Regions from separate parts of the Mus musculus genome. Here regions 1, 2, 3, 5, 6 and 7 are each linked to region 4. The links are chromatin contacts, called in public Hi-C, HiChIP or PLAC-seq and promoter capture Hi-C maps. All regions are on one chromosome and are shown on one strand. Each heading gives the region's core, a stretch centred on a gene start, on an enhancer-like site or on the middle of the called end of the contact. The rest is flanking DNA. Distances are from core to core; before and after follow the strand shown.

Evidence for each region. Promoter capture Hi-C pulls out the DNA fragments that hold promoters and counts their contacts. Hi-C and Micro-C count contacts between places; a contact is called where the count stands out from the background. HiChIP or PLAC-seq counts read pairs in DNA pulled down with a chosen protein or histone mark.
Region 1: a promoter capture Hi-C map of liver shows a contact between it and region 4, with 11 times the contacts expected there. The contact joins the enhancer-like site here to the promoter of Lrmda in region 4. A contact is called at or near these places in 6 of 39 promoter capture datasets (embryonic stem cells, liver, maxillary cranial neural crest and 2 more), 2 of 484 Hi-C or Micro-C datasets (Sertoli cells and bone marrow-derived macrophages), 13 of 115 datasets of contacts at active chromatin or transcription factors (the SCID.adh cell line, acute myeloid leukemia, a beta-TC-6 cell line and 9 more) and 2 of 9 other capture datasets (adipose tissue and macrophages).
Region 2: an H3K4me3 HiChIP or PLAC-seq map of bone marrow-derived macrophages shows a contact between it and region 4, with 5 times the contacts expected there. The contact joins the enhancer-like site here to the promoter of Lrmda in region 4. A contact is called at or near these places in 3 of 39 promoter capture datasets (cranial neural crest, hippocampal neurons and liver), 3 of 115 datasets of contacts at active chromatin or transcription factors (acute myeloid leukemia, bone marrow-derived macrophages and embryonic basal ganglia) and 1 of 9 other capture datasets (embryonic stem cells).
Region 3: a contact with region 4 is called in a Hi-C map of uterus, with 4 times the contacts expected there. The contact joins the enhancer-like site here to the promoter of Lrmda in region 4. A contact is called at or near these places in 6 of 39 promoter capture datasets (embryonic stem cells, hippocampal neurons, liver and 3 more), 2 of 484 Hi-C or Micro-C datasets (bone marrow-derived macrophages and uterus), 8 of 115 datasets of contacts at active chromatin or transcription factors (acute myeloid leukemia, bone marrow-derived macrophages, embryonic basal ganglia and 4 more) and 1 of 9 other capture datasets (macrophages).
Region 5: an H3K4me3 HiChIP or PLAC-seq map of bone marrow-derived macrophages shows a contact between it and region 4, with 3 times the contacts expected there. The contact joins the enhancer-like site here to the promoter of Lrmda in region 4. A contact is called at or near these places in 3 of 39 promoter capture datasets (frontonasal cranial neural crest, second pharyngeal arch cranial neural crest and stem cell-derived epiblast-like cells), 1 of 484 Hi-C or Micro-C datasets (uterus) and 9 of 115 datasets of contacts at active chromatin or transcription factors (acute myeloid leukemia, bone marrow-derived macrophages, craniofacial prominence and 6 more).
Region 6: an H3K4me3 HiChIP or PLAC-seq map of embryonic basal ganglia shows a contact between it and region 4, with 4 times the contacts expected there. The contact joins the enhancer-like site here to the promoter of Lrmda in region 4. A contact is called at or near these places in 4 of 39 promoter capture datasets (embryonic stem cells, hippocampal neurons, maxillary cranial neural crest and 1 more), 3 of 115 datasets of contacts at active chromatin or transcription factors (acute myeloid leukemia, bone marrow-derived macrophages and embryonic basal ganglia) and 1 of 9 other capture datasets (adipose tissue).
Region 7: an H3K4me3 HiChIP or PLAC-seq map of embryonic basal ganglia shows a contact between it and region 4, with 4 times the contacts expected there. The contact joins the enhancer-like site here to the promoter of Lrmda in region 4. A contact is called at or near these places in 1 of 39 promoter capture datasets (embryonic stem cells), 4 of 115 datasets of contacts at active chromatin or transcription factors (embryonic basal ganglia, embryonic hindbrain, embryonic midbrain and 1 more) and 1 of 9 other capture datasets (adipose tissue).

What each region holds. Positions count from the first base shown.
Region 1 is chr14:22,806,121-22,810,083 of GRCm38.p6, forward strand. The region is part of intron 5 of Lrmda (leucine rich melanocyte differentiation associated); the gene reads left to right. Among named protein-coding and RNA genes, the nearest start is that of Gm30926, 6.7 kb to the left of the region's middle. Within about 2 kb of position 2,326, at least 77 of the 459 cell types and tissues checked have an H3K27ac peak or open chromatin away from gene starts, as enhancers often do. A contact at or near this core is called in adipose tissue, bone marrow-derived macrophages, forebrain and 1 more, where this site is marked.
Region 2 is chr14:22,697,918-22,701,764 of GRCm38.p6, forward strand. The region is part of intron 5 of Lrmda (leucine rich melanocyte differentiation associated); the gene reads left to right. Among named protein-coding and RNA genes, the nearest start is that of Gm30926, 100 kb to the right of the region's middle. Within about 2 kb of position 2,559, at least 12 of the 459 cell types and tissues checked have an H3K27ac peak or open chromatin away from gene starts, as enhancers often do. A contact at or near this core is called in bone marrow-derived macrophages, where this site is marked.
Region 3 is chr14:22,782,081-22,786,054 of GRCm38.p6, forward strand. The region is part of intron 5 of Lrmda (leucine rich melanocyte differentiation associated); the gene reads left to right. All of the region lies in intron 1 of Gm30926 (a long non-coding RNA gene), which reads right to left. Among named protein-coding and RNA genes, the nearest start is that of Gm30926, 17 kb to the right of the region's middle. Within about 2 kb of position 1,746, at least 60 of the 459 cell types and tissues checked have an H3K27ac peak or open chromatin away from gene starts, as enhancers often do. A contact at or near this core is called in liver, neural tube and uterus, where this site is marked.
Region 4 is chr14:22,017,922-22,021,740 of GRCm38.p6, forward strand. It overlaps Lrmda (leucine rich melanocyte differentiation associated), which reads left to right and starts at 1,791. Exons shown (of 7, transcript NM_028275.1): 1 at 1,791-1,987. The coding sequence starts at 1,958. Gm41106 (a long non-coding RNA gene) reads left to right here. Exons shown (of 2, transcript XR_874397.2): 2 at 1-884.
Region 5 is chr14:22,911,854-22,915,506 of GRCm38.p6, forward strand. The region is part of intron 6 of Lrmda (leucine rich melanocyte differentiation associated); the gene reads left to right. Among named protein-coding and RNA genes, the nearest start is that of Gm30783, 19 kb to the right of the region's middle. Within about 2 kb of position 1,253, at least 2 of the 459 cell types and tissues checked have an H3K27ac peak or open chromatin away from gene starts, as enhancers often do. A contact at or near this core is called in bone marrow-derived macrophages, where this site is marked.
Region 6 is chr14:22,647,412-22,650,935 of GRCm38.p6, forward strand. The region is part of intron 5 of Lrmda (leucine rich melanocyte differentiation associated); the gene reads left to right. Among named protein-coding and RNA genes, the nearest start is that of 4930405A10Rik, 110 kb to the left of the region's middle. Within about 2 kb of position 2,065, at least 58 of the 459 cell types and tissues checked have an H3K27ac peak or open chromatin away from gene starts, as enhancers often do. A contact at or near this core is called in adipose tissue and embryonic basal ganglia, where this site is marked.
Region 7 is chr14:22,744,343-22,747,745 of GRCm38.p6, forward strand. All of the region lies in intron 5 of Lrmda (leucine rich melanocyte differentiation associated), which reads left to right. The region is part of intron 1 of Gm30926 (a long non-coding RNA gene); the gene reads right to left. Among named protein-coding and RNA genes, the nearest start is that of Gm30926, 55 kb to the right of the region's middle. Within about 2 kb of position 1,594, at least 45 of the 459 cell types and tissues checked have an H3K27ac peak or open chromatin away from gene starts, as enhancers often do. A contact at or near this core is called in adipose tissue and embryonic basal ganglia, where this site is marked.

The DNA.
Region 1 (3,963 bases), core at 1,076-3,575, 790 kb after region 4:
CAGTTTTGTTCAAGAGCACCTTCAAGATTTCATGGAACATTCTTTTCAGCTATACTACTTCATGTTCAGTCCAGCACAAGCAAATCCTATAGTCAGGCTGGAGGGGAAAAAACAAAGTCTCCCACCCCAGGATGTGATCATAGGAAGAGGGAGATCTTCATGAGTTCAACACCATAGATGAAGACCGCATTGAAACATAAAACACTGGTTTCTGTCTCTTGAGCTAGGGGTAGGGAGCTGAAGGTGGCACCAGATTTCAGAGTGGATTCCATTTGGTTTCTGAATGTGAATGCTTTAGTTGTGAGGCTGTGTATGCAGCTGGGGTGAGCAGCTAGATTTAACTTATTGCATGTACTCCACATGGCAGCTCATACCCGGTTTTCTTTGTGTATGCATGTGTGCATGTGTGTGTCCTGTGCATGTATGCTTGTGCACATAAGCACGCACACGCGCTCGCGCACGCGCGCACATGCGCGCGCACACACACACACACACACACACACACACACACACACACACGGAGGTCACAGTTAGTCGTCTCCATTTATAGTGTTCTATCTTTTTGATTTTTGAGAAAGGTTCCCTCACTAATCCCGAAGTTCACTGATTCTGCTAGACTAGCTGGCCAGAGAAATCCAGGGACCATCCTGTCTCTACGTCCAAACCAGCTCTGTTATTCAAGAAGTTTGCTTCCTTTCTCTAGCTTTCCCTAGGTGCTGTGAATCCAAACTCAACTCCTCTCCCTCTCATGGAGAGTGGTTAGCCCATACAGTTGTTTCCCTAGTCCCACCTCACACTTGGTTTGGTTTGGGGCTCCAGGGGGTTCCATTTTCACATTTTTATTGTGTTTCTGAGAGTAGATGCTCCATTTCCTGCCTTCTAGAAAAAAATATTGTGTGTACCTTATGATGTTGGGAGATTTACTTTTTATTATGGCTGCTTAAGGATTTATCCCTCCTGACTCTGGTAAGTGTGAGATATTTCCCCTGATCCTGGACTAGCTAGCATTAGGCTTGAATCACCTGGAGAAATCCATAGAACTTTGTATATAGTGTTTTTTATATTTTTTTTTTCACAATCTTCTTTCTATTAAAATCCTAAAGAGCCCTTTCTGGAGGGCTTTTCCATGGGCAACCTTTATAAAAATATAGGCCGTACGTCAAAAGGAAAACCACCACAAAACTCCTTTTCTTCACACAATTCATTTTAAGCTTCAAAATCCCTGCAAATCCCCAGTCTCCTTTTGCAGGCTGGTTCCCACTCCCCAGCCTTCCTCATCGCCCCCCTCAAAGGGAGAAAAAAGCATTTCTTCCAAGGACTGATAAGTCTTTGGCCGATGCTTAGCAACTGCATTCCTGGGCTGTAAGTAGCTGCAAGCCCCTTTGATGTGTCTGTCAGGGCAGATTTATTTTGTTTTAGCACATTGTCTACTTGTCCAGATGTATCGGGAGATAAAAAGAAGTCATGTTTACACTCCTCCTTCTCCTTCCTCTCTCTCTCTCTCTCTCTCTCTCTCTCTCTCTCTCTCTCTCTCTCTCTCTCTCTCTCTCTCTCCCTCTCTCTCTGAGATGTAATTAAATTGTGGATTTGATGAGTCTTGGGGAGTTCCACTTGAAGGAAACAGGAAGTGCCTGGAGTCAGGGAAAAAGGAAAACTTCTTTGGCAGTAGGGACACCTGACTTGGTCAAAAAATAGAGCCCAAGCAGCAGCTATGGCTCGGCTCCGGGAAGCTAGGGGCCTTGTTCTGAGTCTTTTGTCCCGTTTTTATGCAAGGTCCACACAAAGAGGGGCAATGTCCCTCCAGCCCTCCTGGGACTGTGTGTTCGTGAAACCTTCCTTGTTGCTGTATGCAGGCATGGACAGAAGACCTCTACTCTGTTCCCTCCTCCATCCTCTCCCCCTCTTCTTCCTTCCCTCTTTCTCCTCTCCCCTCCTTCCTCCCTTTCCTCCTTGTCCCCTATTCTGTTTCTCTCATTTTCCCTCTTCCATGTCTAATTTCTCTCATGTCAAGATACCACCCTATCACGTTTGTGGTGGCTCGTCTGTTGTCACTCAAAGCTAACACTGTCACTTGCCTGTTTCTGTATCCATGCAATCTCCCCTTCCCGGGGGGTTGATTCCCCTTGAAGTGTGGCTGCCATGCTTTCCGTCCTTTGCTGACCTGGGTTTCTTAATGTTCACATTTACTAACACCATTCCGCGTCCTGTTAATGACCTGCACCGACCAGGACAGGATATATAGTATTGCTGTAGACCGGCCGACAGCAGCGACCACAGTCTCTAATCTGCAGCACTGCCAGCTCTAGATTTACATCTCAAATAGGTTACACTACAGCTCCCCCTTCTGCTGACTGAGCCGCGCAGCACGAGGGCTGCATTGCAACCGGGCTCCGTCCCTAATAGCAGTCCTTAAGACCCTGTCTCCTGTCGTTGGAGGATCTGGCAGTGACTAATGGATGCTTCCCTGCACTCCTTTGGTCTTCATTTGGATTAAACATTTTATGATGCATTCATCAAAAAAATCACAGGTTGCAGGAGCAAGAGAGAAGTATAATAAAAGGCAAGCCCAATTAAGTGAGCCGTATGCTGCTTCACTTAGCATGGGGCCCAGTGGCCTCTTGTTGGAGCCCCAGCCCAGCCTGAGGACTCTGAATGCATCTTGGAAGCCACGGGCTCTGCTTTTGTTTCTATCACTTGTGGATCAGGCTGAACCCCGGGAAGGAAGTCTTCTTTTGTTCTAAACAACCTCTGATGACTCCTTTTGGCAAAGTGTGTGCTGTAACTTAAGCCCTTGCATGCAGCAAGAATCAACAGGGCCCTCCTTGAGAAGAGGCTGCCCATGAGGAATGGGGGTTGCAGGACCCTGTGTGTTCCACTCAGTGAGCATCAAGGGCTCTAAAGGGGTTATTTCCCTTAGAAAACAGTGTGCAGTGACTGGGAAGGCTGATACAAATGCTTTGCTACTTTGTTACGTTGTTTTGTTGTTTTATTTTTAACTTATTTTTTACTTTGTTGCTTTGAACCCGTGGAGACTGAAGGATGGTGTTTGTTTAGCATTAAATAAATGTATTTTATCGTGTGACAAGAATTTATTGAGACATTACTATGAGTCAGCTATTCAGGGTTGTGGTGACAAAATGTGTGGGGAGTTTGCAGTATAGCAGGGGACTATCACTAAGGCAGAGCATGCTGGAGAGAAAGCGTCAGGAGAAAGATTATTCTATTCGGTGAAGATCTCCGGATCTCAGGACTGAGCACCTGAAGGAATAGAAAAGCTGCCAGACAGGTTCCTGCTTGCCAAACAAGGGGAGAGGCAAGAGTCAGGCCTGCAAAGAAGGAAAGGCTGTGCCCTGGGGCCTTATTGGCCATGTTCAAAGCTTGAAATTCAGGCCAAACTTTACATGCTGTTTTAAGCAGAAAAGCAACTTTGTCAGATTTCTGTTTTAAAAGAACATTCTAAGGATTATTGCTTCAGCTAGGACTTTTGGGGTAGGCCAGGAACTCAGCCTCTAACTTGTCTATTTGTTTATTTGTTTGGGGACAGACTGTCCTGTATCTTAGGCAGTGCTCAGACTTGCTAGGCGGCCATGATGGTGTGGAACTTCTGATTCCCCTAACCTCGTCTCAAGCACTGGAATTATATGGCCTTGAGGCACCATGCCGGGTTTATGCAGTGCTGGGGACTGAGCTCCAGGCCCCATGCATGCCAGGCCAAGTACTCTGCCAGCTGAGCTTCGTCCTTAGCCCTCAAAGTGAGCTCTCCGGGGTTCTTTGGTGAAGGAAGGCGAGTGCGTGCGAATAGGGAGTTGTGGTGAAAAGCCAGTGGAATTAGTTTCATGCCGACCAAAGCCAGCACCCAGAGTCCCAAAATAAATTTTTTTTTAGTGTCGTTTTTCTCTTGGCTCGTTGTTGTTTCAGTGGGTTCACCTCCCCTTCTGTTTCCTGCCCCTGTGTCATTGGCCT
Region 2 (3,847 bases), core at 1,309-3,808, 680 kb after region 4:
GAATTTTGCCAAATGCATTCCTGAGTTCTTGATTTAATGGACAATTAAGTATAGTTTATCAAGCATTATAAATAGTGCTTTGCTTATTTGAAAATGGCTATGTTTTTAAGCTGGTTTGAAATTCTTCCTAGTTTTTCAGCCTCAAAGCTGGGTAGATTTGTTACTCAGTTGGCTTTTGTGTTACTCTGCTCAAACACGTGAAGCAAGCCACTTAGAGGAAGAAATATTTCAGTGTTCTGGTTCAAGGTTTCAGAGTTATCAATCTTTTGCTGTAGGGAAGTTATGGCAGAGAATACATTTCAAATCGTGATTGCCAGGAAACTGAGTGGAATACAAGAAGAAACCTGGGCAAGATATAGCCCCTCAGGTGCACACCAATGATGTACTTACTCCAACTGGCCCCACCTCTGGCCTTTCAGCAGCCAATAGTCTCATCATATCATGAACTTATTAAGGGGTTGGCCCATTCTTTTGGCCAGAGCCTTCATGATCTTGACTTCTCTGGAAACGCCTCAGGCACAGCTTTGCACACCTCCTAGGTCTTTGTCAATCCAATCTCAAGTTGGCAATTTAAATTAACCAATATGGGGGTAAGGAGCTAGAGAGGTGACTCAGCAGTTACACTTGTATGAAATAAAAGTACTGATTACTCTTGAAAAGGGCCTAGGTTCAAATCCCAACATCATCTTGGTGGTTCTCCATAGATCCAGTAGAATCCAAAGTTCTCCTCTGATTTCTGAAGGTACCAGGCATGCACATGGTTAACATACATACACACAGGCAAAATACCCATCCTCATAGAAGAAATGATCTAAACAGAAATTAACTAACATGGTAATTCACCTGTGCCTTTGCTAGCATGATGGAAATTGATAGCTTGCCCAGTTTTACATTGTAGACAATGAGCTGATGGGGAAAGGGAACCACCATTTGTTGACTGCCTGCTATCTTTCATGGTCTCATCCTCACAGGCCATATATGATATAACCTTTTTCCAGAAGTGATAACTATAGTAAAGTCAAGTGATTGAAGTTTGTCTGAAGGGGTTGAGCTACTGTTGAACCCCTCATTTATCTAGTCCCGAAGCTATATTCTGTTGTCTTTGCTCTCCCACACTACCACTTATTTGTGCCAGTCTGACAGTAGCCTTCCTGTCTATACCCAGAGACAGGTCTTATGTCTCCTTTTAGCAAGAGTAATAGACACAAAAAGAGGAGGGGATACTATTTAATCCCAGAGAAATAGGATCACAAAGTGAGTGAGTCTTGCACACACACCTACCTCTCCAAAGCTTTCATGGATCATGTTAAAAATTGAAGCAGATGTTCACTAAAGAGTACTCAGACGGTCTGGGCAATCCATGCATCTTAGAGACAACTTTATGGTGGGCCAGAGAGACCATGATGAGTACTGCCTGAACAGCAGCTTGAGTGGATTGGGCTGTGAAAGAAATCACAAAGCCCTCAAGGTACAGATTGCTGCTTTCATTGGTTGATGTGGGCCTTCCCACATCAATATTTTTATTGTGTCCATGAAAGCACAATAATTGACTATAATAGGGTAAATAATCTCTGGGACATTTTTACTCAGAAGCCCTTGGACAAGTAATAAGTCCTTAGAGTATAACAGTATTTTGGGACTAACCAGTCTTAAGGAAGACAGATACCACACTAAGAAGAAATAGAGCTATCAGAAAACCAAGAACCATTCTAGAAAGTGCCTGAGGGTTTAGGGAAAAGAAGTTCTGAAAACTCCTTGTGCTGTAGAGTTAGGTATAGTTGAGAAATGTCCCTCCTTTGGCATCTCTTCTCAAGACCAACTCTATTCAGTAGATATCATCGGCTCAGCTTGTGCCCTACAAAGGGCCAGGTCTACCAGAATAGGAAAGCAATCTCTTCTGTGGCAACTTGGCCTTGGAGCTCCAAGCACAGTTCTATCCAGAAAAGCATCTTATTCAAGAGGGAGCATGTTTTTTGTCTCCTGTTTGAGAAATGCCCAGTGACGCTTGTTGAGGAAATCATTATTTCAGCTCTCGGTGCTCTTTCCTGCAGGTGGGGAGGAACACTTTAGAAACATCATTTGTGGACAAAATGAGCCTGTCATGGAAGAGAACAGCTAGGTTGCCAAGCACAGTGACTAGCAGCCTGGAGGATTTTCTGGTTGTGGCTTTAGACCTTTAAGAGCTGTTGATTGAAGACCTAGTTGAAACCAGACTGTGTGTACCTACCCTCCTCGTTTCCTTTTCTATTTAATCCAAAGACTGCTGTTCACTGCTTGAGAGTAGAGTTGATGACTGATTGAAAACAATGTTTCTGCAACTTAGGTTGCTCAAAGGGAGTACAGGAGAAGGGGGTCCTGTAGAGGAGGAGGAAATGGAGGAAAAGAAAAGACCTGTCTCTTCGGCTCTCTAAAACTGAAAGTAAGTTTTTGGCCAATTTTGAGCCTATGAGCCAACTGAGTCACAGAGGTTAGAGGTGTTTGCCTATGACCCATATCTGGCCAAAGAGCAACATGAGTCATCTGGAACACTCTTAGTTTGTAAAGAATAGTTGATGAGATAGAGTCACATGGGAACAGGGTGGCAGGGAGACTAGGCATCACATGTGGATGCTTTGCAAGAGTCTAGGGCTATTTTGTCAACAGGAAAGAAGCTGCTGCCAGGGATCATAGAAAATGAGCTCCAAATACTTTATTTTAGATGGTACACTGAGGCCCTATAATGTAGTTGTATAGAGACTAAACTTGCTTTGGTGTTAGGAAGATAGTGACCTCCCTTTGTTAGGGCCTGGAATACCCGATAACTGGCTAAGTCTACTGCATAAGAGGAAGCCACTGTTTATGGAAACCTGTATTCAGTGGGCTTTCTGCAGGAAGAATGTCCTTTGCAAAGTTAAGTGAACATGAAGATCAACATCAGAGTCCATCCATGTGCTCATCAAGCAGGGAGTGGGCAGAACTCACATGCATCCATACCACACCCAAATTTCAGGAAGCCCAAGTATCCTCAGCATTGTGCTGTTATAGATCTGCTGTGGGCCTTCAAGCCCTTAGCCTGAGTTCCTTCAGAGCCCAGATAGGAGGGAGCTTTGAAGGGAGGGACTTCGTCCTTGGATACATTTTGGGATGAAAGTGAGTGTCTGTTAGTTGTGTTCCAGAGGAAATGTGGTAACAGGAAATATTAAAATCCCATCCATGGCTGAGATTCCACCTATTCTCCTAAAAGCAAGAACTCAGTACTCAGAAGAAGCTGAGTTGGGACAAGGTCTGAGAGGAGGGCAAATCTGAAGCTTTGGCAGAAAGCTAAAGAGATATCCTCAGGCTCATTTGGATATAGGAGACACTTTAAAGAGGATTCAGAGCACCAGAAAGCCAGTCCCTAGACTGGGCTGATACAATGGAGTCCCTTCTCCTGTCTCCCATATTCTGATATGCTCCTCCCAGTCCTTGGCCTCACTAACATGCCTGTACATTAGGATACACATTCTTGACTCTACCTTGTTATATCTGTTAATCTGTATCTTATTTGAAGTCTAGGATGGAATAATCTTCCTGAAAACTCTGCCTAGCCTTATCATCCCACCACAGTGTCTCTTTCCTCTGAGTTCAGGAGTAGAAGACAGAAGATGACAGCATAGCCTGCTATTTGGTTTCCTCTGTTATTGAATTGAATGTCACAGTAAGTCCCCAGGAAGTATATTCTCCTTTGACCTCTACTAGTTGAAATCATACACACTCCTACATAGAACTAAGTCCTCAAAATATTGGAGGGAGGAGCTCCTCTCACATGTAGCAAAAACAGCCTCCTGGGCCCCCTTCTCCTTTTTTGTAGGATTCTTAATAGTAAATT
Region 3 (3,974 bases), core at 496-2,995, 760 kb after region 4:
TGATGGGAAGTGGACTAGAAATGTAAAGTTCCTTTGTTGGCTCAGAGTCATGGCAACATAAAGGCAAAGGGCATGCTGTGAGACTATCTCATGTAACAGTGGCAGGCTGGAGACAAGGTCAAAGGACCTGTTAGAGACAGACAGGAGCAATGATTTGGAAGACCTTGAATGCTCTCCACATGTCAGGTAAGGGGATGGCCCTTATGAAAGTCATAATTCTACCTCTCACAAGTAGTTGGCTGAGTAAATCCCTATCTGTAATCAAATCTGCCATGTGTCCCTGTACCCATAGCCCATAACTCAACTGGACAATTACCCCTACACCCCCCCACACATACATCCCTCCCCCCCCCCCCCACACACACACCATGGTTTTCCTTCAGTTCAAAGACACATGGTTGGACGAGGAATTATTATAGGGCCCTCTGCTGGCCTGATTTTCCAAGCAGATCTGGTTCATGGGCATCACAGCTCTGTGGGGAAGCTATGTCCGTCTGCCTTACCTGACAAAGCCTCTGAGTGCTGCTTACACTGCTGGACATGTGCCAAGTGGTGTACCACCTCAGAGAGAGAGGGAGGGAGAGGGGGGAGAGAGGGGGAAGAGAGGGAGAGAGAGAGAGAGAGGGAGAGAGAGAAGGAGAGAGAGAGAGAGAGAGAGAGAGAGGGGGAGAGAGAGAGAGAGAGAGAGAGAGAGAGAGAGAGAGAGAGCTGATTTGGGGTTGGGACAGGTGTGGGTCAGTGATAAACAGGTCTTTGCCCATGATTTTGTCTCTCCCTATGATACTGAACCCATCACTAGCAAAGAAATTTAATGCAATGATTTCTCCAAAAGCCATCGAACCCCATTGTAGCCCTGCCTGAACATATAAATATACCCTTCCTGAGGACATATTTGCATTTTTGGGTGAAAGAAATCCATATATATGGCAAAGATGTCTCTGTAATTATAGAAAGTTTATTTCTGTCCCCAGATGTCAGCAATCAAATTCCCCATAAATATATTTTGTGTAAATCTGTCGGCAGCTGGTCTCCATTCAGTTTTCTGGAGATATTAGCCTGTCTTTGAGTTTATGACAAAGTTAAAAATTATTCATTAAACTGACCTGCAGTATATTCAGTAACTGGAAAATTGCCTTGCCGTTCTATTTGGTTTGTAGATGTGATCACAAGTAAATTTTTAACTTAATTAATTGGCCGTTTCTGTTGACAAGAAATTTATGTGGTAATAATTTGCTCGAAATAGATGCCGACTGTAGGAAATGAGATATCCATCATGGGCTTGTGTTCCAGCAGCTGCACAGTGGCTATTATGAAAGTATTTCAGCCTGCGTCGACCCCAGTGTTTGTGCAGTCAAGATTATATATACCCACGATCCATGGCCTGCCAGAGAGGCGCTGGTGGAGGTCTATGATAACAAAGACTCCGTGATTTATGGCTTGCTGTGAAAGCAGAGCTTGATGAGATTAAACAATTTCATAGCACAAGTGTTTCTCAAGACCTGATTTGTAGTTGCAAGCTGATGGTAAATCACATTTATATATCTGCAAGCGTGCTCAGCAGAGGACTGCAATTACAGTTTAAGACAGCTACTTTTTATTTAATTTTTATCCTGGTTTTGTCTCTTTTATATCCCCCTTCGTCTGCAAACCGTTCACCTTCACAAGTCCTTTCGTGGTTAGGAGGCCAAAGATTGAAGTCAGTGATCTTCTTCTTGTCCTCTTGCCAGCTGGGAGGGAGGGGGGGTGGAGTTCTCAGAGCAGTGCGGACTGGCTCAAACTGGCTTTGACTGGTGTGAGCTCTTTGTTCTATTCTGTGTCCTGTTTGCCTTCCTCAGGGTGTATAGCAGACACTTGTGCTACTTGGCACACAGATGGAGGCCAGAAGCCGTCCTCATCCTGGTTGGGAGGGCATCATCTTGTACATGATGTCTGGGAAAGATGGGGATTGCTTTCATTTTGGAAGTCAGAGTGCAGTGTAGTAGGGGAATGAGGAAGCTCACAGCTGGCTCCCCTTGAATGTGACATTGGAACTGTGCTTTTCATGCAGACCCCTGAGGACTAAACTCTGGAACCAGTCCACTTAGTCACTTAGTGATCTAAAAAAAATGATCTACTGTGGCCTCATCTCTGTGCTAAGTAAGCAATAGGACAAACATCTCTGCCTTCCTCACAATACATGGGTGTGTGTGTGTGTGGCTAATAATAATAATGACAATGATAATAACATAGTCTTAAATGGTTGGTGCTTACATTACTGGAGGTTGGAAGGGAAGAAAACAGCATCACTCCTAGCTGAGGAGGCAGAGAGAATGAACAAGGCAGGGACTTACAAAGTAGATTGTAATTTAAGTAGTGGGAAGAGAGTTCTGGACATTGCAATGGTTTGTATAGTCGAAGACGTGGGCTCAACTATGATAATTGTATCACTGGATAATTGTAACAACGGTATAATAATAGCAGTACACATTTCCAGTACATCATCTTACTTACTCTTGGAAACCCAGACCTTGAACATTCTTGTGATCTTTGATTCTCGAATGTTTTGTTGTCTTTCACCATGGAATGGTGAAACGAGCAAGAAAGCATTGTGCCTCTAGGCCATCAGTCAAAGCTCGAAGAGCTCTGGCTGTTCACATGGGCCTGGTATAAACACAGTCACTGGGTAGAGGGACTCAGAGAAAGTCACAGGGACAGGAGGTGATGCGATGAAGAGGGCTGAGATGGGAGTGCACTTTGATGATGGAAAGAAAGAAATGCAGGAGAGACAGGGCAGGGGCAACTCCAAGCATTTCTACTCCTCACAGCATCCAAAAGAAGCAGCTTGATTTCACCTACCAGGACCTGTTTACAAATGGCTAACATTCAAACAGTAAGTCTGTGCTCTTTTAAGACACAGAAGCCATGGCAGTGTGTACAGAAAACCTATACAAGAGCTAGCACATTTTACTGGGCTCCACATTGAGTCTGTAACTGATTTTAGTAGGATAGTGAAGGAGGTGTTTTTGATTTCTGTATTTTCCCAATTCTGTACTAGTTGCAAGGCTGGTAGTATTTCTGCCTATTTTGCTCACAAACCTCTAGTGCCTAGGACAAAACACAAGATGTACTCACATCCATTAGATACGAGTTCGGGGATTAAGTGAATGATTTCATTCTGTCTGTGGAATATGGTTGGCCATTCTCTTCAGGATTCAGCTTCTCCCAAGCCAGACTGCTTATGTCTGAACTGGCCATTTATGAGACACAAAGGAAGAAATGCCTCTCCATTTCTTATGGTCTAAAAACTTATAATATCTCAATGTAGTAAGGAGGTCATTAAAGCCTGGACTGAGAACCTCTAATAGATGTATACTAATGTGTGGCTAATTGTGGTATGTGTATACACATATGCATACATACATGTATGTTTTCATAGATTATATTTTGTCTTGGCAACAAGAAAGTGGGTGAATTTTATACAGAACTTTACCCCATGTTCGTTTTGTCTTATATTTTTTATAAAGTGTTTTCTTTCTTAAATCCCCATCCTTTCTAGATATTTTTTTCAAAAAGATTTCTTTATTTTTATTTTGTGTGTATGAGTGTTTTGCTTGCATTATGTATGTACACCATGTGTGTGCCTGGTGCCCATGGAAGCCAGAAGAGGGCATTGGATACCTTGAGCTGTTTTGGCAGATGGTGGTAAGCCCTTGGTAGGTGCTTGGACCTAAGGACAGTTCCTCTACAAGAACAGCCAGTGCCCTGAACCACTGAGCTATCTCTCCAGGCCCATCCATGGTATTTTCTACCTATTTGTTATTCTAGGTTTTGTGCCCCTGGAGTCTTTTAGCTGGGTGCCTTCAAGCCCAGGCTTCTTCATCAAGACAGCACAGATGCTAAACTGACCAATGAAGTTCTTTATTGGGGAACAAGCCAATCCTCTATCTTTGGCCAGGCTTCCAGAAACCTGCTTGAAAAATCTGGGGAAAGCAAGA
Region 4 (3,819 bases), core at 541-3,040:
TATGGGGAAGGGAAGGTCCCAGCTCAGCCTCAGAAGCAGTCTCTTCCTGTCTCCTGCTCTTCTGTCTCCAGCACCGTCTCTCTCTAGAAATGAGTCATAGAAGCCAAGACTCCTCATCCCCAAGGTGGATCCTGGGAACCTGACCCCCTCTCCCTCAGAGCAAGACTTACATCCTAGAGATCCTACTTGAAGCTGTCTTTCTGGGTGGGAGCTGGTCGCAAAGAAATCAAGTTGCCTTGTATGATGGAGAGTCCTTAGATCCTGATCCCAGAAGAGTCCCAGTGGGCTCCCTGGGGGAGGGATGCTCTCCTGCCCTCTCCCTTTAATGTTTACACACTCAATAGTGCACCCTTTTGTCCGTCATATTCCTGTTCAGCTAACTCAGCTTCATCCAGTCTGAGCTGTATCTTTGTGCGAGCGCACGCGAGCGCACACACACACGAACATACATGAATACATACACATGCACACACACACACATGAACATACATGAATGCATACACATGCACACACACATGCACACACATGCACACACGAACATACATGAATACATACACATACACACACACACACGAATACACATGAACACACACACATACCAACATATACATACACACACATACACACACACATGAACACACACACACGCACACACACACACACACACACACACACACACACACACACACACGGACATACACACTATTTTCTTCTCAGAGACACAGTCTTGTTATGTAGCCCCGTCGGGCCTCCAGTTTGAGATACCGCCTCAGCCCCTCAAGTGCTGTCATTACAGGCCTGTGGTTTCCCATCCACCACACCTTCATTTCTGAAGGCTCCCCTACCATGGAAAACTTGGATTAAATGTGTTTTTCTCTTGCTAACGTGACTTTGCTCTAGGCCTATCTATCAGCCACGACCCCAATGATAGGTAAGGACTGGCACCATCCTTAGGGTGGAGGTGGGAAGGCAAGAGCAGGCAAGAAGAAGGTTCCAGAGGGAAATCTGGAATGTGGGAGCTGCTGGTCTTGGGTTGGATTTCCCAGTCAGGAGGTGACAATGGTCACTTCTTCCTTCTGGAGGGTGAGGGTGAGGTGGGAGGGGTGTGTGTGTGTGTGTGTGTATACACGTATGTGTGTTTAGGCTCGTGTGTGTGCTGCCGACAGGATTAATAGCTTTGATTCTTACACATGTCTCTTCCCTTGGAGGAGAATAAGAACAAAAGGATCCTGAGAGTAGGAGACATTATCAATATTCCTGCCCTAACTTTCATTACTGTCAGCTACTGCGGTGGTGGTGGGCCTGAAGAGAGTAGGGGCTGTATGACCAGCTGACACTTTAAGGGGAAAATTCAACCTTTCCTTGTAGCCTTCTCTCTAACAAATGGAAACTCCATCCCACCAGGAGACCCATTCCCCACTGCTAGCAAGCTCATACTTTTTAGACTGTACTGGGGACTTTGAGTGAAGAGGCCCCTCCTTCCAGCAGTTGAGGACGGTTATGTAACCTAGATTGTGAAATTCTGGGAAGGCCCAGTTCTGAGTCGGGAACTAGCAGCAACTCTGCTGACACGTCCACGATGGGGACCCCCTTCACCCTTCACTTCAAGTCTGAGTCTGATGAATGCAATAAAGCTCTGGGCATTGGATTCTGGAAGGGGCACCTTTTGGGGAGCGGGGGCCGTAGAGGAACCGGACAGGAACTGGGCAGGAGAGAGGAGTAGTCGCGTGGGGTTCCCACGCTGGGTGCAGCGCCGCGGGCCACCCGCTGCGAGCTGCCCGGAGGTGCAGGTTCACGTGCACCGGGTTGAGCCAGCCAGCGGCGGCAGCGCTGCTGCGCACAGTTCTTGGTGGCCGACCGGAGTCTAGGGCTTCCGTTGGTCAGCTGACCTCCCAGTGCGGAACTGCGCCGCCCGCCACCCTGCTCAGTGCCGCCCGCCTGCTGGGTTCCTGCCACAATGGCTGGGCTCATGGTCAGTGGAACTCAAGTAAGTCGGTCCAAGTGAGCCCCATCTAGTCCCGGGATCCAGTTGGGGATGGGAGGGACAGAGGGGCACGGGTCTCCAAGGCTTTTAACCTGAGTGCCTTTTCCCTGGGAGGAGGTCGCATGTGCAGGTGATGTGTGCCAAGTACCCACACTTTCTCCAAGTTGAAGAAGGGTCAGACTCTTCTTTTGATCCTGCCACACTTTGTAGTGGTGTGATAAGCAGTTGAGATCCCCCAACTCCCTCTGTCCTTAGAGTCACACTGATCAACACTTAGGGACTAACTTCTCCATGCGACCCAGTGCTGGTGGCTCATATTTTTCACCAAAAGTGGTTCAGTTTCTTCTTTCACAATGCGGGTTTTAGAAGAACTTTTAGGGTGCAAGAAAAATGTTTTAATACGCAACCGTTTACCTATTGATACCAGGGCAACTGTACAAATGATCTGATACATTTACATGGGAGAAAGGGGGGAGGGGGCATGGCAGCAAAGCGCACAGAGTCATCAGAGCCACAACGAAAACCACAGAGTGTCGCCTGGCCGGGGGCTGGAGGAGCTCTGTTTTCACAATGAGGTTCCTTTTCAAGGCTGGTGGAGGCCCAGGGTGTGCTACATTTTTACTCTGGTTCTTGAAGAGGTGTCACTAAGGCATGGCAAGACTGGATGGTAGACACCCCGCAGTGCCCGTTTTCAGCTCTTTGGTAAGGTCTCTGGTAAACTCCCCTAGGCTGAGCAGGGACCCTGTATGTGCTGAAAAAAAAAGTAGTTTCTCTTTTGCTTTGCCTCCCATGAAGCCAGCACTCACTATGCAAAGTTCTCCACCCTAGGGAGACAGGGTGAAAGTTCTCCCTTTAGGCTCAGAGCATCAGGGATAAGGGAATTGTTCTTCCTCAGAGGCCTCAGAGTTTTACAAAGGGGAAACACAAATACCTGCTGGGTGCACCCTACCAAACTACTCCATTTTTTTTTTTTTTTTTTAAAAAAACAGAGTCTGGTAGTTTATTCCTCAACTGAATACATTTATTGAGTGACTTCTATGCACCAGGCACCCTGCAGGTATTGATGGAAATAAGCTGAATTGCCATCTCTCTGCTGCCCCTATTGGCCTAATCTCCTAGGATCCCTGGCTCTGCCTGGAGTCTCAGACAGGCACAAGTCCAGAGCTCAGCAGTGAGCCTGCCAGGCTGCTGTCAGCCTCCACTGAGCGGCCAGAAAAGGAGAATCTTATTTTAAGCCAGGGTATAGGGGCTTCTGGGAGGTTTGGCTTCCTAGAAAGAGGGGTGTGTGCCCGGGAAGGGGGTCCTGCCCTCATGCATCTGCCTACAAAGCAGGGTCCTCTCCCCCTGCATACTGTGGTCTCTGCATTTCTGGTCCCAGCATTCTTTGTGCTTAGTTTCTTCCAAGTTCCTGGAGAACTTGACAGTGAGGTTGAAACTTCCCAAGACTTCCTTGTTCTTATCTTGTCCTCCTCAAGACTTGATGCTTCAGGTACCTTCACAGAGCTCAGGGGCATCTGCTGACTTGTGGGAAGGCTTTTTTTTTTTTTTTTTTTTTTTTTTTTTTTTTTTTTGGCCCTGCCCAGTATTTCAAGGTAAATTATCCAGAGGAGCTAGGAAGGCTCCAGAGTACCTTGGGGTGTTATTATCTCCTTTCCTACGCCATCTGGCTCTGGGGTTAGACTATTTTGCTAGCATCTGCTTCACACAATTTATAACAGAACCCACTGTGAGAGGCAGCACCTTCAATGTGTGCAATTCTAAAAGGCAGCTCCTTTTCTGAAAAATAGCCATTTAATAGGATGCAATATAATATTTCAGTACAGGTATAGTGTGTA
Region 5 (3,653 bases), core at 3-2,502, 890 kb after region 4:
AATAAACTAAAATAATAATGATAACATCCCAGCCAGATGTAGGCACTAGCATTTGTAATCCCAGCATATCAGAGGCAGAGGTAGGAGGTTAGCTCTGAGTTCTGAGCCAGACTGGAGTCTATAGACAGCCTGGGCTACAGAATGAAACCATGCCTTAAAGCCATCCAAGCAAACCAATTTAAATGAATACAACAAAAAATAATAATACCCCAAAATACAGTACAGGCTTTGAAGAGCAGGCATGCAGCTGGAGCCTGGTGCTAATAAAAACTAAAAATGGGGATTCTTGGGGGTGATTCTTGGTAATGTTTATGTCTAGCATCTAATCTTATGAGTCAGAGGTGAGGAAGGAGGGACTTGATTTCAATTCCTAGGTCCCAAGTTTTTCCTTTTCATCTGCTGTGCTCATTCTGTGAGGCCCCATGAATCCTGGTCTATAAAGACCCTCAGGACCAGGAGTAATTGGCTTGTTCCGGATCTACAAGCAGTTCCTTTAAAAATTGGGGGGTGGGGGTGGGGCTGCTGAGAAGGAAATTAAGTAATTTTGTTATTTTTTCCTTGATAATGCTAAAATTATTAATCTTCAAAGATAAGTACCATTCAGTGCATAATGAGTTGGAAATGTTGATTATTATAATTTTGAAGAATTTCTGCTTGCTGTCAGCTAAGTAATTAAAGGGGTGGTACCAGGGTTCAATTTTGTTCATGATGGTTGTAATTCTGGTGAGAATTTTTCACATGGTTAAAAAAAAAACCAAGAAAGAAAAAGAAAAAGAAAGAAAGGAAGGAAGGAAGGAAGGAAGAAAGAAAGGAAGGAAGAAAGGAAGGAAGGAAGGAAGGAAGGAAGGAAGGAAGGAAGGAAGGAAGGAAAAAATAAGCCCCATCCTTGTTCTAGGCCCTTTGGCTCCCTCAGTGAAATGGAAGAGATAATAGAATCAAGTCCTGAACTGCACTGAGTGGTACTATCTTGGCTTCCATTCTCTAGGGCCTCCAGTCTCCTGCCAGATATTCCCTTTGTTCTTCTAAAGCTGGACCTTAGGCTAGACTCCACACCTTTGATTAAACAGATGCGTGATATCTAGGTCCCATCTGCATCCTGGGAAGATCCCTTCCCCTTGTTGCCCACTGGGTCCCTCACTCAATTGCCCACGAGCCACCATTATTTTGAAACTTCTTGCACATACCACAGCTGAACTGAAGGAAAAAAAAATGGAGCTGAAAGAAAAGAGGAAGAGAAAATGGAAAACTAATGATTCAAGAAATCACAGAGCACGAGATAATTCTATTTTGAAATCACAGCAGTGGCGCCCAGAGGCGGAAGCTCCCCAAATTGCTAGTGAAAACCCTTTGATGGATCCAGTTGTAAGAAAGCCCAAGGCACTTTTTTATATTATTATTATGAGCGGTTCACATTCCCCCAGAAGAGGCATTTAGCAGCCATTTTTAAATGTCCGTGCGTGTGCAAGCTAAAAAATAAAATCAAAATAGAAAGACCTCAGAATATCTCCAACCCTAAATGGCCTCATTTGATTGCTGGCTTTTACTTAGAATAAAAGCCACGTTCTACAAGGGTGCTGGAGATGCTCTGAGAACTCTCGGGCCTCATTCATCCCAGACTTCCTCCCGTTTATTCCCTCTTTCCTGGCTCTTCTGGAGCACAGGATATGCTGTCTACTGAGAGCCCAGGCCCTCTTCCTGCCTGGAGTGTTCTTCCTAGGATATTTGAGGGGCAACTCCTTCCTTTCCAAGAAGAGGATTTCCTTCTTTAAGGGCTTTGTCCTGTTGCCCTCTTTTGTGAACCACGTGGTCCATCTTTTGTGAAAGCAATGTTGTGGATATGATGAAGGATCCTGAGATTGGAAGGGTGTCCTGGATAGTTTTGGTGGGGACAATGTAACCATAAAATCCTCATGAAAAAGAGTTGTATCAGGGTCACAAAAAACGAGATGATGTAGTCGCAATAGAAATGAAAATTGGAGCAAAGGTGCTTAAAGGTGGAGGGGAGGAGTCATAAACCAAGCAATGTGGGAAGCCTGTCTAACCCTGGAAATGTCAAGTAACTAAAGTGCTTCTTCCTGCTGATAGCTTGACTTTCTGGAGGCTACAGAGAACCATTTGAACAGCTATTTGATACAGCAAGGCTGGTGTTTGACACTTACTGGAACAACAACTGCCATGTGCCTTGAGGGTAATGGGAGAAACCTGGGTAGGCTTCCTGGTATTCAGATGAGGAGGGGTTGAGCAGAAGCCAATGTGGCCTTGCTGGGCGCAGCAGGAAGCTACTCTTATATCTGCTTAATAATCCAGACCTGTGATCACATTAGTCCAAGTGGGTCTATTCCTTCCTTTTAAGTACACAATTGGCTTTCTCTAATCATTCCAAAGTCAGGACATCAGGAGTCAGAGCTTGGGTTTGTTGGTTTCTTAAGAGTTATTTTGAGAATTTTGTATATGAATTCTGTATTTACATTATTTCCACCTAGCTCTCTTCCTGCCTCCAACTCCGCCTCTCCCTCTTAAATTTATGAATTTATAGTTTAACTGAGTTGATTTCGTGTTGCATGTGTGTGTATGTGCTTAGGGCTGACCACTTGGAATTGCATTCCCTATCAGGGACCTCACCCTGGAGGAAACTGTTTCCCTCTCTCAGTAGCCATTTATTGCCTATAGTCCTTCATCTAGGGATCAGCCCTTAAGAAAACTCCCTTGTCCACAGGGACATATCTAACTGGTGTGGTTATCGTGTAAATCTTGTTAAGAAGCCATATTGATGAGATTACTTGGGTTTAGCACCTAGCCATGTCCAGACAACACTGTCTCTTAGATGCTATCCCGATCCTCCGGCAAAGCTCAGGGCTGATGGGAGAGGACAACAACTATCCCTGGAAGACCTGGATCCCAATATGATGGAGAGAAGAGTGAAAAATATCACATGCTGTCTGTCCGTTCTTTCTTTCTCTCTCTCTCTCTCTCTCTTTCTTTCTTTCTTTCTTTCTTTCTTTCTTTCTTTCTTCCTTCCTTCCTTCCTTCCTTCCTTCCTTTCATTCTTTCTCCCTTTCTTTCTTTCTTTCTTTCTTTCTTTCTTTCTTTCTTTTCTTAATTCATTCGTATAATCATGCTGTTTAATTTTCAATGATTAAAGCATTCTAAAATGTATATATTTATAAGGTCTCCCCAGAAGATGCCATCTTTCTTTCTCCTATATCTCTGGCTTTATCCCCACCCTCATGCCTACATTTTCCTTCTCTCGTGGCTCTTTCTCTGTCTAGCTGCCTATGTCCGCGTCCACTTGTTTGCCTCTATCCCTTGCCCAGGGCCACATTCCCTTCCACCCCCAACCCCCCAATAAACTTTATTTACACCATATCTGTTGCATGGTGTGGGTACATCTTGGAACAGGTTTGCCAAAAGTAACGCCCAACACTCACTACACACACACACACACACACACACACACACACACACGCACACGCACAGGCACACGCACACGCGCGCGCATGCAACAAGTAAAGCCATTGCTACTGGGTCTACAGAGCCTGCTCAAAAGCTTCTGGTGATTGCCTGTAATTTTAAGAAAGAAAAATTCAATGTTTGACAAAAGAAAGGTTAAATGTTAAGATCTCTGCATGCTGAGTGACACTGATTTAATTGTC
Region 6 (3,524 bases), core at 815-3,314, 630 kb after region 4:
TTAAATTAGAACCACGTTGGATAGCCTGGGTGCAGCCAATGTTGCGGCTCCAGTCCAGGGAGCAGTTAAATGTAGCCACCTGAAGTTGATTAAAACTTCACCTGTCAAAGCCAGTATGCCCACATTTGAAAATCTTTAATGTAATTAAGAGAAGCACATTATGGGAGGTCAAGTGACTTTCCTTTTGAATTCTACTTCTAATCTGTCGTCAGATGGGTGGAAATTGCCAGCTGAAAGAATTAATGGAAGCTACGAGAAGGAGTGCAGGCGGGGGTAGGGGAGTGGGAGGGGGAAGAAGCTGGTGGCAGGAAAGCCAGATGGAGGTTCTGCCTCCTTGCTGAGGTGAATAAGGAGTTTAGGGGAGCCCTAGCTTCTGCCATGAGACCTGGGGTGGAGGGTCCATGTGTCCTCACTGTGTGCACATCAGGGACTATAGGGTAGGGGCCTAAGGGTAGCTGCACAGCTCTCTTGCTTATCACCAAGGGAGATCTCTGGCCAGAACAGCCTGGACAGGCAGAGTGGAGCTGGCGCCGGCCTTCATCACCCTTCACTCAGTACTGCCTGATTAACATCACGGTTCAGCTTGCCTCTTGCACTGATCCCCACAAAGAGCCTGAGAAGGAGGGCAGGCACAAAGAGCCTCCCACTGTCCAGCCTCTGACCCCAGGCTGTTCCTCGGGAAGTACTTCTCCCAGGTTGGCAGCCATCAACACCTTAGGGGTGGGGAAGACCCACAAGGCCTGGGTGTGACCCTTTATTTCCTTCTGGGCCTACGGTTTCCTGGCCTGCTAAAGCCATCTCTCACTGTACTGGGTGTGGCCCAGCTCTGGAGATCCTAGTGCAATTTCAATACCAGAGTGCTGCCTTTGGAGATTAAATTACCCAGGGCTTTGCTGTGTGTTCTAGCCTGAGGGTGTTAGGGTGCCGTTGACAGAAGGCAGAGCATTTCTCCTTGCTGCCCCCCTAGCCCCACCCCTATTCTTTACACTTCGAATTTGTGTACATTAGTGGAGGTATGTGTTTGAAAAAGGGTTACATCTGTCAGAATGTTGCCACTGAAGATCTGCCCCCTTCCTTGGAAACTGACGTGAGAATAAGCAACACATGACATTTTGGCTAGGCTCCCGAAGAACAAAGTTTCCAAACTGGAGGACTTAGGCCACTCCCCTTTGACTTCTTCCTGCAACTTAACCAGGGGCAGAAGGCTTCAGGAAAGAGGGGGGCATGATGGTGGTGGTGGTGGTGGTGGTGGTGGTGGTGGTGGTGGTGGTGGTGGTGGTGGTGGTGGTGGTAGCATTTGAATTTTCTAGTCAACAGTGTCTCTGATGTTGTCTGGGAAGTGTGAACGTCTCCACGGTAGGTAGGATATACACAGTCTTTGGGACAGAGTGGACAGTCAGGTCAAGTTGAAATACGCATAGGCATCTTGGACTGTCTTAGACAATTGAGCATGTGCCCCAGAGGGTCTTTTAAGTTACTAGAATTAAGGGAGAGGTCACAAAGCGAATAAGCGGTTCTTAAAAGGGTCTCAGGGAGCCTCTTCTCATTCTTGTCTCTGCTTACATGTTCTTGGGCTTGGAGGCCTGCTAGTCTCCGATGAAAAAGAGAAACCAATGTTGGGATGGAAGAAAGATGGTAGGGAAGCGAGTGAAAATCCAATCTGAAACTGCCTTAAAGTTAAGTGAGGAAATCTGAGGAGAGGCATAGTCAGGAATCTTCCCTGTCCACCATGCTGCCTTTCTTGGCCAATAAGAAGATGCCTTCCCATCTCTCCCTGCTTCCTGCCTCCCTCCCAACACCGCCTCCCGCCCCCCACCAAACAAAAAACAAAACAAAACCAAACAAAACAACCGGAGCAGTGTTTCCGAACACAACTCCTTGTCTCCAGGTAAAAGCCAGCACAAGGTGGTGATGGGGGAGCAGGTTACCCCTCAGCTCCAGCTCCCCCACCCCCCTACCCCCTGCTTCCTCAGCCCCAAGGTCACAGGTAAAAGTGAAGAGTTCTTGCCAGCTTCTCTCAAAGAAGAAAGCTGTCTGCTTGCCATGGTAACCTTTTCCCAGGTCTGGGGCTGTGAGGATGAGGTACAAAGTTCACAGAGCTTCTCATTGTGAGCTCTTTTAATCGTGCCCCCCCACCCTACCCCATCCCAAAGCCACGGAGGCTGGTTTACAGCAGTATTTAAAGCTAAGATGCCAAATGAAAAGTTCCTCTTTTAGGTTGGTGCTTATACAAAGCTGCTTTGTGGTTTTTCTCGGCCTGTCAGACTTGTCAGGCCTAGTAAGAAAAAGTATATTGTTTCCAGCACTTGGATTCCTTTCTCCCTGACATCTGCCACTCTGTAAAGATGATAAATTCCTGCCTCATTAGCCAAGGGTGTGGGATTACAGGCTGACAACACATTAATCACCAGCCTCGGTGGCAGGCTGACTAGCAATAGGCATTGTTAACAAAACTTTTCTAATATGTCACTCTTCTCTATGACAGCGTGTAATCAATCATTGTGATTGACGGCGCTGATAGATTACACTATTTATACTTTGTGTAATGAAAGATAGTGTTTCCACCTACTGTCATTTCTGGACTAGTGACAGAGGATCGGTGAATGGAAACAAACACAACAACAGGGCAAGCCCTCATTGCCCCCCAAAATATCTACAGAAGTCTCCCACCTTCCCAAGCCTGGAGTCTAGTTCCTATTTCTGGAAATGAACACAGCCTCAGGACAGGACCTTCCTTGGTGGTGATTGTGGGATAAGACGTGATGGTGGGCAGTGCCTGGAAGGATACAGGCACTGTGGATCTTCAGGGAGGGCTGGTTGCAATGGGCATAGTCCCAGATTCTGTTAGGTCAAGTTGATACAGGTAGATTCCCTAGGCGGCTCTCTGTCGGCTTAAGCATGTACCACTGAGCCCGGGCGCTCCTCCTCTCCTGCCAGATGAGAGATGATTTAGATGTTGATAAAATATTTGTTCTCTCATGACTCTGAGGGCAAATATTATCCTTGTTGCCCATAATTGTACAGCACTTCATAAGTCAACAGCACCCGGAGTGAGCAAAAAGCCAACAGTGGGAGGGGGCGGGCAGCTGCTGCTGCAGGCTCTGGCTGGGACCTGTTTCTCCAGCCCTTTGAAGCCCAGAGAGTTACAATCCAGAGGGTACTAGGGACTGGGACAAACCAGCAATGCATTCTGCTCTCTTGTACCAGGTATTTCTGGGGTGTTCTTCCCATCATTTTTATTTTGGTCTAAAACAAATTTGTAAAGGATGCAGGCTATTTTTGACCCACTGGAAGCTCTCCTTTCAGCATAGTGGCAAGTGCGGGTGACGTGGGGCTGCTGGCGCCTTCTGAGTGGGGAGGGCTTTTGCTGCCAGGGAACCATTACTCAGCTGCCTGCGCCTCCGCCCCTTTGAAGAAACCGTTGACAAATATTTTGCTTAACTTTCCTTTGCTGTTGACAAAACAGGGACGTCCTTTTCCTTAGTTCTTTGAGGTGGTTCAAGAGCTCCTCCGTCCTTCCGGGT
Region 7 (3,403 bases), core at 344-2,843, 730 kb after region 4:
AAATATAAGGCAGGATTAGGCTAGGATATAGTGTTGAGGTATAGAAGGGGAAGTTCATTGTTTGGAGGAGAAAATTAAAAAAATATCTACATGAGGAAGAGTGTTCAGGCTGCCCAGAGATCTGCAGGTTGCCCAGGCGGTCAACATTCTTGCCATATGGCTGGTGTGGACACTGGAGAGCAGGGCAGATGTTTAATAGGAATTGTTGGTCGTGATTAAATCCTAAATAGCCACATACAGTCAAGACTGTGCTCAGAGGGAGATATTGAACCTTCTAAGACCTTCTTAGAAATAGGATCCTAGAAAGCAAAGCTTTGGAGAAAGAAATGAACTAGTCCCGTTGGTAAGTGTGGGAGCTAGGAAGTACTTGGGCTAGATTCAGGATACTTGGATCCTTTTCTTTGATAGCTGCTGTCAGCACCTAACCTGAGTGACCTGTTGTCTTTGACATTGACTGGGGTGCCTAGCCAGTCCAGAGACTCAGTCTGCTCTAACTAAATCACTTGCGTTTCCCTGAAATCCAGCAGCACAGCAGAGCTGGGGGTCAGGGGGAGCTGCCTCTTACAAGCCCATCAATCATTGCCTATTGAGTCAGTTGTCCCCACAGAGAGGAAAGTTGGCATCAGAACCAACGCTGTTCAATGGTGCTGAATCAAAGCTCAAAAGCATCACCCCGCATCTGAAGTGACTGTGGGTCTGTCGGTAAATACTAGGAGAAAAGACTTCCTTGGCTCTAATTCTAGCTCTCGGTTCTACAAAAGTAGATAAAATCTGTGGGAAAGATGAGTAAACACCATTAATTAAATGAGGTATTTATTCTTGGCTTAAATTAGAAAAATTACTTTAAGAGCAGAAAATCTCAATTAAAACAACCAGCCTGATTTTATTTTATTTTTCACTGTTCAGAAATGGGGAAGAGAGCAGGAGTAAAACAAATATATATTTAGGGATGACACCATCTTGGCATTTCCAAGCTTTCGTTTCTAAATATATTCTTTATCTGAGCTGTCTCCCAATACTTTTAATATAATTAAAAGCACATAATGAGTGCCAGACTTGTCAATTCCAACAACAAAGTGCTGAGTTTTGCAGTGAAACTGAGAGATCCATCTCCCACACATTGTAATGAATAGGTTCATAAAAGGAAAATAGTTTAATTACATTTTAGTTCATGGATTGTTAATAGGCTGGAGTATCTAAATTGAATAATGTGATTCTGGTAATAATTATGTGTAAATGAACTTGTTTAAATGATATTTTACAGCTTCTTTATAAAATTACAGCTAGAGGCAATCCAGTGATAGACAGACAAAGGCCATGCAAAAATTATCATAAACTATTAGCTTGTTTGCAAAGGGTTTTATGTTAATCTTTTAGTACTTAAAGCAATCTGCAATTAACATATCATGGGGAGCTGCCTCAGAGCAAAGGCATGCAAATTGAAGTGCTTAGATAAAAAGCCATTCATGTTGGGGGTGAAAAAGAGAGAGAGAAAGAAAGAAAAAGGAAAAAAAAAATCAAAGAAAGGGTGGTAAAGTGCTCAGAGGGTGCTGGTTGTATATCTGAGATTAGGGAGGTGTAATGACTGTATTATCTAACTATGGTTGTAATTAAAGCGTTTCTCTTGCACACATGACAATAGACACCACATTGATTTCAGGGTTTTAATTGTGAAAGTCATTTTATTTCAGGGCACAGGATAGGAATAGCTTGAATCAAAGGGCTAGAAGATTGCTTTGTTGATAATATGTGTTCAACAGCTGCCTGGCTGCTTAATACACAAGTGGGAGAAGGCAGCAAGAACCAAGTGGGAAGTGCTGAGGATTGTGAGTCTCCTGCTGGCTGCCTTTCCTTTTATGAAAAAGGCAGGGAGCTGGGTACTGAGTGTAAACAAACAGGCTTTCAAGCCTCACCCCTTCTTTCCTCCCTAACTTGGCAGAACAAAAGAAGTCTTCAAGGGCCCTGAACTAACTCCCCTTGCTGCGCCTGGGAAGCAGCAGAAGCTTATGCCAAGTCATAAAACCATCCTCGCTGGTGGAACTAGCACCTCGCTAATGGAGAACAAAGGTCTGTGAGGGGCTGTGGTAGCTAGGATCACACGTACCCTCCTGACAGGCACAGTTGACTGGGAGATCAGGTTATTTACATTACATTACAGTTCTAGCCACAAAAATCTTGCACTCTCTTAGTTTGAGTTTAAGGGGTTCCTTATCAGAGTCTATATACAAATTCCAAGTGGGAAATTAAGTGAGGGAAAGAAAATCACGTCCAATCCCAGAGCAAAGGGAAGACTAGCAGGGAAGGGAGCTAACTCAGCCGGGACTTTCTGCAGTATCACATCCATCACATCCATCGTATCCAGGGGTACTTTTTTTTTCTTAACAGTTCAAAGCACTGGTGAAACTAGTGAATTCTTTCCTTGCTACTCATCTGGAGAACAGCATATTTAAAAGTGTGACACTGCTAAATAATAGTAGACATGGTTTGCAGGTAAGTGTACCTTTAACTGATACAGTTTAAAATGACCAGAAACCAAAATGTAAAATAAAATAAAATGATGATGATGATGATGACAATGATGATTTATTTAGTGAGTATTGTCCTAAGCAGTACTCAGTTTGTTACTGACTCCTCATAACAACATCAAGGAGGTTCATGGAATGCTCTCCATTAAAAAAATAAATAAACAAATGGTACTACTAATAATAACAAAACTAATAATAAATAAACGGAAACCAAGGCTCAGAGAGACCAAGAAAATTGCCCAAGGTTGCACATCTAGTCAAGTGGCAGGTGAAAACAGAGGGAATCTTCGATCCTTTGGTAGTCTATAAAGTCCCAGAAGCCTATTCAGATTAGTGATTTATAAATAGAAAAATAAAAATATTATGAGAAAGCAGAATAATCTTCTTAAATATCTTGCTATAGAGATATGTAGGGGGTCAGTTTTGGTGATGTGAACCTTTACTCATAGCAGTCAGGAGGCTGAGACATGAGGATTGCTGTGTTCAAGATCACCTTTGGATATATAGTGTGTTCCAGTCTAGTCTGGGCTATCCAATGAGACCCTGTATTAAAGGAGGAGGTGGGGGAGAGAGGGAAGAAGGAGGAGGGAGGAGGAAGAAGAGGAAAAGCAAAAGAGGGAGGGAGGCAGGGAGATACAGAGTGAGGGACGGATGGGGTAAAATCACAGCTTCCTGATTTCTTCATTCATGGGATTCTTTGTTGATGCAAAACCAATATCTGAAAACCAATCCAATAGATGCCGTCATTCCAAAGAACTATGCTATCTGATGCAGTTCAGATACGGTCAGCCTATTTTCCAGTTCCAAACTCCTGGCCGACCTGACCTTGTGCTTAGCACTTTTTGTCATCTCTGTCTGCCAGCTCATTCCAGGTTGCA